4 separate regions of the Mus musculus genome follow, and all the other regions are linked to region 1. Evidence: chromatin contacts called from public Hi-C and promoter capture Hi-C data. All regions are on one chromosome and are shown on one strand. Each heading gives the region's core, a stretch centred on a gene start, on an enhancer-like site or on the middle of the called end of the contact. The rest is flanking DNA. Distances are from core to core; before and after follow the strand shown.

Region 1 (2,553 bases), core at 40-2,539:
TCATACAGGAGGTACCTGAGAAGGGAGCAAGACATAGGCCGTGTGTGAACTGTGGGGAATCTTCATGGGGCACCCACACCCGGCTTACAGAGAGGGCAGTGACTATACAATGACCAGCAGAGCTCATAAGTGCCAACAGCAGATTCACACTCTCTGACAAATCAGAATGTAAACGGAACCTCAGCGGCTGAGCCTGAGAATCGGTTTCACAGCCATTCCCACAGTGTCTCATCCAAAGACTCCTTGACTCCTTCACAGTCTGAACAAAATTAATGAGATGCCCAAAGGCCAGTTGTTTACTCAGGGGGGGCCAAACCTTTGACAATGAGGCATGACGCTGTCTGTCATCAATAATTCATCGCTATTCTGAGATGTATGTGGTCAATGGGCACAGGTTGGACAAATCTGGTTTATAAATTAAATCTACTGACAGTTCCTGTGTTGGAAGCTAAAGCTAGAAGTATTCATCCATTCACTGAAAAATAACAACAGTCTCGTTATATTAACAAAGATTATTTTAAATGAAAAATATGCATTTTCAAAATAAAAACAGTGAAAAGGATAGGATGATAATATTCTGATTAAGCCTCACTGTGATATTACAGGTCCGGTTGGCTGGCCGGTGGAAAAACTCCACAGTACACTAATGACATCTGAGAAAGTCAAAGTGACGAAGAATCTCCCTCCGTGAAAACGGTTCTAAAACTTTATTTAAGGCTTCGCCAAAGCAAGATTCCTTTCTACGGAATCGCGGGCAGGCTTCAGTCCCGTCATCACTGGGTTTGTCGGCACCAGACCCCTGGTTTACCCTCCCTCCAGTTTGGGGAAGAGCGGCCGCGGAAGAAGCGCCATCTCCACGACAGCCCACACGAACTTCTGTCTCGCTGGAACTTAAGATCGGCCTCGGGACAGCGTGCCTGAGGTGGCCAGAGCCGGGCTCCACCTACGCTCCCGGACCTTCTGGTAGCGATCTCTCGGGAGTAGACGGCCAGCTCAGCCCAAGGCCAGGGCGACCTTCGCCACGCAGCCTTCGCTCCTGCAGCCTGCGTGCGCAGCCCCGGTCCCGCTGCCCCCAGCCCGCTGCTGACCCTGTCCCAGATGCCTCGCTCCGCCCGGCCGGCGTGGACGCGCTTACCGTCTGCGGGATGCCGCCCCCGACAGGATGTCCGCCGCCGACTGGCCAGGCCAGAATTCTTCTCCTGAAGCCGAGACCGGCCGCCAGGATGCCGCTGCCAGCAGCAGGCAGACGACGCTGAGCGCCGCCATGGCCCCGGCGGCCACGCACTTCCGGCTGCCGCGCCCCGGTCCGGAAGTGCGCCTGTCCGCCCCACGGAGCGCGTCTCCAGTAGCTACGGCAACGCGGCCAGACCCACGGTGCGCACGCGCCTCTCTTCGTCTGAGTAGGAGTATGTGGGCGTGACCAGGGGTGGGTCCTGGGGAATGGGCGTGTCCTCAGCGCAGTCACGCCCTTCCCAAGCTCTCCTGGTTGTACTTTCAGCTGAGGGCGCTGCGGTGGCCTGGCTCGGTTGAGTCTTAGAGTCGTCGGCTTTGCGAGGTGCGCTATTTGTCCCGAGGGCAGAGAGAATTCGCTTGGTCTCATCCGGGACTTGCTGAGCATCACGACGCCAGGCATTCCTGTTGCCGGGTGTTGTACGGTCCCGGGATGTGGGCGGAGCTGGCCGCAGGTCTGGTCCTGCAGGACAGAGCCAGAGGACAGAGCACTGGCCTCCAGGAGTGGGGATGGATGCAGGACCTGAAGGTGCTCTCCGTTCCGTGTAGGGCTCTAGCGCTGGAGCAGCGAGCAGCTTAGGAGTCAGAGGACCAGGTGCCCCACGGAGCTCTGAGCTTTCCTGAAAATACTTGTGAGTGACTGTGGCTTTTTTTTTTTCTTTTTTAAAAGTTGCATCGCAGTGGAAGTGTCTAGAACCAAGTGTTTGTACAGACCCCATTGAAGTGGTGTTAACTGATGGAGTTAGTATTACATACAGATTCCGAAGCAGACAGCCACATACTCTGCACGCTACTACTGTATGCTGTAACAGTCGGATATCTGATAAAAACAAGAGAGTCACAGGTGGCCAGAAAGCATAGCATTAAAGAGATAGTTGAGCTTCATCAAAAAGTAAAACCTAGTCTTTGTCTTTTTTTTTTAAGATTTATTTTATGTATATGAGTACATTGTGGCTGTCCTCAGACACACCAGAAGAGGGCATCAGATCCCATTACAGATGGTTGTGAGACTCCATATGGTTGCTGGGAATTGAATTCAGGACCTCTGGAAGAGCAGTCATTGCTCTTAGCTACTGAGCCACGTCTCCAGCCCCAAAACCTAGTCTTTGAAAGGCAGGGGTAGGAAAAAGAAAAGACAGAGCCTGGGAGAAAGCACCCAGATTATAATAATTACCCTAACAGGGGCTGGAGAGATAGCTCAGCAGTTAAGAGCACTGACTATTCTTCCGGAGGTCCCAAGTTCAAATCCCAGCAACCACATGGTGGCTCAAAACCATCTGTAATGAGATCTGATGCCCTCTTCTGGGGGTGTCTGAAGACAGC
Region 2 (2,553 bases), core at 38-2,537, 230 kb after region 1:
TTTATCTTGAAACAGGAAGGTTCCTTTTAATTAAGGAAGGGGGGAAAACAAACGCCAATGCCCTTCTCCCATTGTGGTGGCTGAGTGTTGACTGTATCTTTGCCACTGGCTCAAATGCCCAGAATCAATCTCTTTCCTCAGCCCCAGTGCCTTGTTGGAAGGCACACATCCGGCTCCCTAGCCCGGAGAATGTGTCAGGCTCTGCAAAGTCAGAGGCTCTGTGCCCTGCTGAGTCCATCTGAGCAGCTCCCGGAGTCCTTGAGTCTCACTGGGAGGAGGCTACTTCTTAACAGTCAGGCAAGCAAGTCTAAGGATTTAGTCTATCCTCTCCACTGAGAGAAGGCCCACAAACATCTTCTAGCCCCCTGAGGTTCCGACCAACATCGTGAAGACAGGGAAGTTAGGATGGGAACACTCACCGGGTGAGGAGTCACGTCAATATGGTTTATTCCTAGGCTATTAGCCAAGTCTAGTATCCCTGTCACAGAGATGCTGGAAGTACAGAAAAGACTGGCTACTACAGGCAGCCTGTACAAGCTGCAGATTCCACCTGTTCCAAAGGGAAGTTGTTAACAGTTGTCAGGGTGCCTACAACCTCTGAGCTAAACAATGAGCCTTGGAGGCGCGCCACGTCCAGGGCGTGGGCAGTGGGGTTTCCTTGCAGGCAACACGTGCTCTAAAGTCGCTGGGGCAGGCGCACGTGGTGATTCCTGACCTGAGGAAGATACTTTGAAAGCAAAAGAACTCCGTTCCAGAGGAATGACAAGGAGAGAAATGGCGCTCAAAGGTCCCACTAGGCAGCCTGGGGATTTATCCTCCCGACGGTTCTGCAACCATGAGCCCAGGATGCGGGCCAGCACTCAGACTCTTGCCCCGAGGCTCGTAACGCTGAGGTCCTCACCTATACTCTGTATTCACAGAAGGACCCTGACACCCCACAGATACTAGCCCGTGTCCCACACCTATCCTACTGCCCCTATGCATCCCAAAGACTTCTGCTTGTCTTCCACCCAGCAGACCCCGCATGCGCCTTCCGCACGCTACAAACCCTGCCTGGAGCTTTGTAGTCGCGCCAAGGACTCCGCGGTCCTCTGTAGTGGAGAATTCAGCCCGCTTTCGTCTTCAGGACACCGGAAGGAACAGAACCGTACCTTGCACTACCCCGTGGCTCCCCAGGCACGCATAGAATGGATTCCTAGCTCTGCGTCCCACAGGCCTGTGGCTGATTCAACGCGCACACGCAGACTACAACACCCAAAAACCCGCGCGTAGGCTCAAGGGCCGCATGGAGAGGCGTGGTTACCTGACTGACCACGCCCCGAAGGAGTGGCCAGCGTGGTAGACAGGAGGCGCAGCCGCAGAACTTCCAGGAGGCGGGGCAAACACCTGGCTACACCCGCAGCTACTTCCACAGGGGGTTCATGCACGCGCCCTCTACACTTGGAGATTTACTACCGGGTGGGTCTTGTGGTTCCCTGAGGAGCGGACGACCGGTGGCGCGTCTGCTAGCCTGTGCCCTAAGAACCTACATCTCTAGACTCCAGGCCCCCTTCAGTACGCTCGCCCAGTGTTCGGGCTCCTGTGCTTCCTCCTCAAGCCGACCCTCTCTGTCCGCCTCTCCAATAAGTCCCTTCTTCCCCGCCCCCTTCCATCCCGTCTCCTCTTCACCCAACCCCTGGGCCCCGCAGCCCGCCTGAGCCCCTTTACGAGCCCCCTACCCGTCCAGCGCTTGACCGGGTCTCAGCTCACAGCAGATTGCTTGATCTGATCGAGCACAGAGGTGACCGCCCGGCCTAAGACCAAGCAAGGCCCCTCCCCGGGTCCGCCCCTGACCCCTGCTGGCCTGCAGAAGTCTGCGCTGGCTCTGTCCGGCTCCTCTTGAGACGAGCGCCCCGCGACCACCTGCTAAAGCATTCCAGGCACCAAGGCATTGACCGCTAGATATAGACTGCACCAGCTGTGCACGCCCTTCGTTTGGGTATCAGCGTCTTTAGGTTCCAAGGGCACCGACGGATTGCGCTGAGCTATGCATGGAGACCCCCTACACACACACACACACACACACACACACACACACACACACACAAAACCTTACTCACCTTGTATCAACCTACTTGACTGTTAACAGGGACAGAAGTCTGGCCTAAGCGTTTTAGGCCCCACCCCACCCTCCTTCACCACCAATCCCCCAATCTTTCAAACTCTCACCCCAGCAGGGATGTTCAGCTGATGCTCAGCAGGTGGAGGCTGCTAGCAGCCTGAGGTGGGTTGGGAGAGGGCGGGGCTCCCTGAAACCAGCCTCTTTCCTCCTGATGGGTTTTGGCGGAGTACTTGCGAGGGCAGCAAAGTAGAACGAATGGAGAGGGGCATGGGTCCAAAGAGGAATGGCCGACCAGCAACTCTGGTTTAATAGATTCCCAAGGTGGTGGGGTGCCGGGAGGTTAGACTATAGGTATGGTCATCTATACGAATGGGGTCCCAGGTGTGAGAACCCAGTCTCCACACCAGCACGGCTCCTCCCCAGCCCATGGGGGCCACACCCCTCTGGACTTG
Region 3 (2,553 bases), core at 20-2,519, 160 kb before region 1:
GCTCTCTTGTGGCCAAACCACAGCCATTATGAGAAGCAACGAGAGCTAGCTTACTAACAGTAGGTAACACATGACATAAGGGAGTGAGGTCATCTATGAAGCAGAGATGAACCAAACCAGCTGAACACTGCATAAAAGCTGCTATTCATCAGACTTACAAACCATGACTTTAAGTTACTAAGTTCTGGGGTAGTGTGATACCTAGAAACAGACACATTTGTCCTTGTGCACATACTTGTATGTGAAGCTTGACATCCTGGTAGGTGTTCCAAGAGTGATGATCTCTACTTACTTGCCAACAAGTGCACCCGTAGGCACTGCCTGGTGCCCACCTTTTAGGCAGGCTGAAGAATTCATTGAGTGGCTAGCTGGTCCAAAGGACATGTTTTTGTGATGGAAGCAGATGTGGACCGGCTACAACACTACTCCTGTGGTCAGTTCATGCTTCCGATTCTGGACCTCTCCAGGCCCCGTTCTGGGCATAGCACCCCAGGTTAAGACAATCTGGCGAGGAACCACACAAGTTGTTGACCACATCTTGGATGCTCGACACAGTACTTTACCTACCTGCACTTGTCTTTTACTAGACCTTTTTCTTTTTAAACAAACGTGGAAACAGACAATGCAAGCACAAGACACATCTGGTATGCCTAAGAGGTGGCAGAGCCTGAACTTGACCCTGGGGTCTAGGTTAAAAACCGGCCATCATTTCTAGTGACCACCAGTAGACACCCTGCTTCACAAAATCATGTCCCTGCTCCTCTCCCTACTTATTTTCAAGGTCTACGGAGGTGGGTGTCAGTGGCCAGGGCCAGCTCTCAAAACTGGACGAAGGCCCAGGGACGATTCTTGCGGGATGCCAGGGTACCACGTACGGGGTGTAGTAGGTCTTCAAGCGGCGGTCACAGTCGCACTTCAGTGGCTTCGCTCTGATTTTCCCTGCCCCATTCCCAGATCCCACAGGATCTCTAGGATCCTTGGTCCCACCTGTCCCCTTAGGTCCCATCCGAGGCTCCTGCCCGCGAGTTCGAGAACCCCGCCCCCGTCGATCTTCTCGGTGCGTGTCGGAGGCTCCCTTCCGCTTCGAGTCTCCCTAGCGACGCACGACCTGTTTTGGTTCTAACCGCTAACCCTCGCAGTTCCCGCCGCCGCGAGCGAGTCCGGACGTCGGCTCCGGGCAGGAGGCGCGCACGTCAGCGTGGAGCGCTGGCTCCACCCCTGCAAGCGAGCACGCGCGCGCGGCTGCGGCGGCTGGGGCGGGGCGAGCCGAGGGGGCGGAGCCGCCGGCGCCGAGGCTAGAGGCAGAGGCTGAGGCAGCGGCTGAGGCTGAGGTGGCTGAGGCTGAGGCGGCGGCGAGGGGCTCCTAGCTGGGGCCGCGGGGCTAGCCGAGGCCGCCGCAGCGCCCAGAGCCAGACGCCGGCAGCCCGCGGGCGCAGCGTGAGCGGAGGTAAGGCGGCGGGGACGCGGGCGGCCGCGTTTATGTAAGCGCGGGGCAGGTGGCTGAGGCCGCGCAGCGCCGGCGGCCGCGGACCTGACCACCGACCCCAGACCCTATGGTGCGGGGCCCGGGCCCGCGGCGAGCTGCGGGGTCCCTGGCGCATCCCGGGCGGCGCGCGGAGGGCGGGCCGCGGTCCTCTTGGATGCGCTGCGCTGCAGGAGGAGGCTGCGCCCAGGACGGCTCGTCCGCTCCTGGAGGCGCCGCGTCCGCGTGGGATGCGCTGCGCCGCGGCGAGCCGACCGTGCGCCTCTCGGACAGGAGGTTGTGCCCGCGGAGAGGACCCTGTACTCCAGGGAGGGGACCTGTGCCCATCAGAGAGGAGACTGCGCCCGGGGAGGGGAATGGTGTACCGGGCGGAGGGGACCTGTGCTCCGGGGAGGGGACCCTGTACCCCGGGAAGGGACCTTTACCCAGCACAGGGGACACTGCACACCGGGAGGGGGACCTTGTGCCCTGCAGAAGGAAAGCTGCGTCCGGGGATGGGGACCCTGTATCCTAGAGAGGGGACCTGTGCCCTGCAAAAGGAAAGCTGCGCCCTGAGAAGAGACACCCTGTGTCACTCTGAATCTGTGTCCGGGGATGGGGACCCTGTGCCCTGCAGAAGGGACCATGTGCTTGGTAGAGGAAAGGTTGAGCTCTGTATTCTGCAGAAGGGACCAGTGCCTAGCAGAAGGGAGGCTAAGCTCAGGCTGGGGGGTGGGAACCCTGTGCTCTGAGGAGAGGAAGCTGCACCAGGGGATGGGGACTTTGTGCCCTGCAGAAGGGACCATGTGCTCCGCAGAGGCGAGACGGCGCCCAGAGGAAGGGCACAGGGAGGGAACCCTGTGCCCTGCAGAGTATACTCTGAACTCCGAGGAGGGAGACCCTAACCCTATATCCCACAGAGGGAAAGCTACGCCCAGTGAGAGCATCTTGTGTCCTGCAAAGGAGACACTGCGCTCCCACGGGGTGGACACCGTAACCTAGGTGAGGCAGGCTGCTTTTTTGGTGGTCCATGCCCCTTCCGAGGGCTCAGAGCCCACATGGGCGCCGAGCGCCTGGGAGACGAAGTTCCG
Region 4 (2,553 bases), core at 23-2,522, 140 kb after region 1:
CAAAATGTGACACCTGGAATTGGTGGCGTACTCCCTACCACGACCACATCACTCGCTTGCTCCGGCCCCATTTGCTTGGGGCATATTTATTTCATATATGTGGGTATGCTGTCACTGTCTTCAGACACAGCAGAAGACGGCATCGGAAGCCCATTAGAGATGATTGTGAGCCACCATGTGTGTGGTTGCTAGGAATTGAACTTAGGACTTCTGGAAGAGCAGCCGGTGCTCTTAACCACTGAGCCATCTCTCCAGCCCCGGTGGAAGTACTTTTGACCCTTGAGCGTCCAGCCGTCTACCAGAGCCATCCCGCGGCTCACTGAGCCTCATCTGTCTCAACAACTCACACTGCTAAGAGCCCGTTCCTGCTCGCATGTGGGTGTCTTGGAGTTTTTAATGAAAATAGAAGACTGCATTATTCAGGAATCTAAACCAGACCAGACGGGCCAACAAGACAGAACAAACCCTAGCTTGGGGCAGGGGTGCGTCTTGCCACTGATGTGAGAGGGTGGGACTTTTGGAAGGAACCAGTGCTGGGAGGAACGGTACATGAGGAGCTAAAGACTCCTTTCAGATGAGTGCTTGCCCCTTGTCCCCATGGTGATGGGAGGAGGTTATAGTGCCCAAGCCAAAGTGACCCTGGTCTGCAGAAGATTGGTGTCTTCGGGAGTTTAGAGGCCTGTGCTTGGCTGAGCCACGGGGATGCCCTAGGGCACCCGAGGAGGGTGGAAGTAACCAGGTAGCCGGGATAGTCTGGTGCCTAGAAGGAGTTTGCCAGATTGAAACATAGCTGAAATGCTGCCTTTATAAAGGGTCCTGATTTGCTAACTCTCTGAGTCCTGAGAATCTTTGTGTCCCTGTCATTGCTGGACTGGGATTGATGGTGCGGAGGGAGTAGTTTCTTGCATGGCAAGAACTTGCTGTGGCACACCCAAGGACCTTGGCAGACGAGGGTGAGGGACGGCGTGGCTCCTGTCTTGGTACTTTGATTCTGAAACTGAGATAAACTCATTTGTCCTCTCAGGGGCTTCTGGGCCCCTGCTCCCCGGTGTTCTGCTGATGCCTGTCCTGACCAAGTCTCTATCCCTGCTGGCTGGCGTCAGCAGGAGAGCCATATGTGACTCTAGTCACTGAGGGCTAAGAGAGGATGTTATTGATTGTTGGCCGTTGTAGGTATGGCTTGTGCCAGTCCTTGAGTCCTTGTTCTCAAGGGACCTCAGGGGCCCTCTGGGTTATACTGGCTACTCAGGCAACTCATGGGTAAGCTGGGCAGTGCACAGCTCTGTAGAGGTCAGTATAGGTGTGTTACCAAAGTCCCTGTGGAATGGCTTGCCTTCCAGGTTCTGCACTATGGGAACCCTGCCAACAGGAGCTTTGGCTTCCAGAGGGTTAGATCTGCCAGATTACAAGGGCCACTCTGAACAAGGCAGGCACTGGTGACTTGCTTCCTCACAAGGTCATAAGGACAACAGAGCAGGAGAGCCAGCCCAAGGTCAGACTCAGGTGCAGTTGAAGAAAGCCTCAGGCATGAATGTCCTCAAATCACAGGTTGCCAGTGGACACTGACTTCTAGGAAAGCTGTTCTCACAACTGCCAAAGAGAAGGGAAGCTGCAGGTGGGGGCTGGGAGTCAGGATCATGGCGGATGCCTGCTTCCTGGGGGATGCCCTGTGCTGGTCCCTGTCTCTGACCTGTCTCTGAATCGCTCCTGTTCTCTAGGAGCTGGGGGGTGGGGGTGGTCTAGACCATGGGAGGTGTAGTCTTTCAGTAGCTGCCTGTGTGACAGTGTGACTGAGCCCAGCTTGTGATTATGAGTTCCTTGAAAACTTAGATGTTTGCTCCAGGGCCACAATCCTCCCACCCCAACCCTCCTGTTCAGCACTCAGCGGGCACCTACCAGGTACTGAACCTGAGTCAGATGGGTAGGAACTGTATCCTGGGACTCTCTTCCATCTCACCTAGTCCTTAGCTCTTAGAATCTAAGGTGTAGACAGTGTCCCCTCTCCACCTTCCTGTGGGTGCAGGGATCTCTTTCTCTTTACCTTGGGTTCTCTCCCCAGCTTGGCGGCTGACATCTTCTGGACCAAGCAATCTCCATGCTTCCTCTACAGATCCTGTGTGACAACATACTCTCTGTCTCCAAAGGGTCTGAGGTTATCCTTGATCAGGCAGTGGCAGGGAAATGGGTTGGTGCTGTTCCTGGCTCCCCGGCTTCTATTTTCCCTCTTATCTGAAATCCTGACTGTTGCTGCTTGTGGGCACACAGAGTGATGCCAGACTGAAGAGCTGATGGGACCCCTTACACAGGGCTGGGAGAGACAGAGATGGTGGCCTTTAGTAGACCAGGACCTTAGTGTTCCCTGATAGTGCAAGTGTTTCTGTGACCGCGTGTGTGCGTGCGTGCGTGCGTGCGTGCGTGCGTGCGTGTGTGCGTGTGTGTGTGTGTGTGTGTGTGTGTGTGTGTGTTTGAGTATGGAGTAGACATGTGTGTGTCCATGAATGTGTATGCATGTGCATATGTATATGTAGTACAAGACTCCAGATGGGGTCCAAA

The links. Promoter capture Hi-C pulls out the DNA fragments that hold promoters and counts their contacts. Hi-C and Micro-C count contacts between places; a contact is called where the count stands out from the background. Capture Hi-C pulls out chosen DNA fragments and counts their contacts.
Region 2: a contact with region 1 is called in a promoter capture Hi-C map of liver. The contact joins the promoter of Slc19a1 here to the promoter of Pofut2 in region 1. A contact is called at or near these places in 20 of 39 promoter capture datasets (the 3T3-L1 cell line, the C10 cell line, the SN4741 cell line and 12 more), 23 of 484 Hi-C or Micro-C datasets (B cells, CD4 T cells, CD8 T cells and 13 more), 13 of 115 datasets of contacts at active chromatin or transcription factors (double positive thymocytes, embryonic forebrain, embryonic stem cells and 5 more) and 3 of 9 other capture datasets (adipose tissue, embryonic stem cells and liver).
Region 3: a promoter capture Hi-C map of adipose tissue shows a contact between it and region 1. The contact joins the promoter of Adarb1 here to the promoter of Pofut2 in region 1. A contact is called at or near these places in 14 of 39 promoter capture datasets (the 3T3-L1 cell line, 3T3-L1-derived adipocytes, the C10 cell line and 8 more), 1 of 15 datasets of contacts at CTCF or cohesin (the NIH/3T3 cell line), 6 of 484 Hi-C or Micro-C datasets (B cells, CD4 T cells, embryonic stem cells and 2 more), 3 of 115 datasets of contacts at active chromatin or transcription factors (cardiomyocytes, embryonic stem cells and memory CD8 T cells) and 3 of 9 other capture datasets (adipose tissue, liver and pancreatic islet).
Region 4: a contact with region 1 is called in a Hi-C map of liver, with 13 times the contacts expected there. The contact joins the enhancer-like site here to the promoter of Pofut2 in region 1. A contact is called at or near these places in 21 of 39 promoter capture datasets (3T3-L1-derived adipocytes, the C10 cell line, the HPC-7 cell line and 15 more), 5 of 15 datasets of contacts at CTCF or cohesin (CD8 T cells, the NIH/3T3 cell line, embryonic stem cells and 1 more), 48 of 484 Hi-C or Micro-C datasets (8-cell embryo, the G1E-ER4 cell line, LSK cells and 27 more), 29 of 115 datasets of contacts at active chromatin or transcription factors (the HPC-7 cell line, acute myeloid leukemia, bone marrow-derived macrophages and 19 more) and 3 of 9 other capture datasets (adipose tissue, liver and pancreatic islet).

Annotation. Positions count from the first base shown.
Region 1 is chr10:77,258,036-77,260,588 of GRCm38.p6, reverse strand. It overlaps Pofut2 (protein O-fucosyltransferase 2), which reads right to left and starts at 1,289. Exons shown (of 9, transcript NM_030262.3): 1 at 1,136-1,289; 2 at 1-15. The coding sequence starts at 1,266. Gm10941 (predicted gene 10941) reads left to right here and starts at 1,366. Exons shown (of 2, transcript NR_026944.1): 1 at 1,366-1,862.
Region 2 is chr10:77,031,946-77,034,498 of GRCm38.p6, reverse strand. It overlaps Slc19a1 (solute carrier family 19 (folate transporter), member 1), which reads right to left and starts at 1,287. Exons shown (of 6, transcript NM_031196.3): 1 at 1,152-1,287.
Region 3 is chr10:77,416,989-77,419,541 of GRCm38.p6, reverse strand. Adarb1 (adenosine deaminase, RNA-specific, B1) reads left to right here and starts at 1,269. Exons shown (of 11, transcript NM_001024837.2): 1 at 1,269-1,447. Gm17769 (predicted gene, 17769) reads right to left here and starts at 1,166. Exons shown (of 1, transcript NR_027377.1): 1 at 1-1,166.
Region 4 is chr10:77,117,365-77,119,917 of GRCm38.p6, reverse strand. The region is part of intron 2 of Col18a1 (collagen, type XVIII, alpha 1); the gene reads left to right. Among named protein-coding and RNA genes, the nearest start is that of Col18a1, 48 kb to the left of the region's middle. Within about 2 kb of position 1,272, at least 22 of the 459 cell types and tissues checked have an H3K27ac peak or open chromatin away from gene starts, as enhancers often do. A contact at or near this core is called in 3T3-L1-derived adipocytes, the N1E-115 cell line, hepatocytes and 3 more, where this site is marked.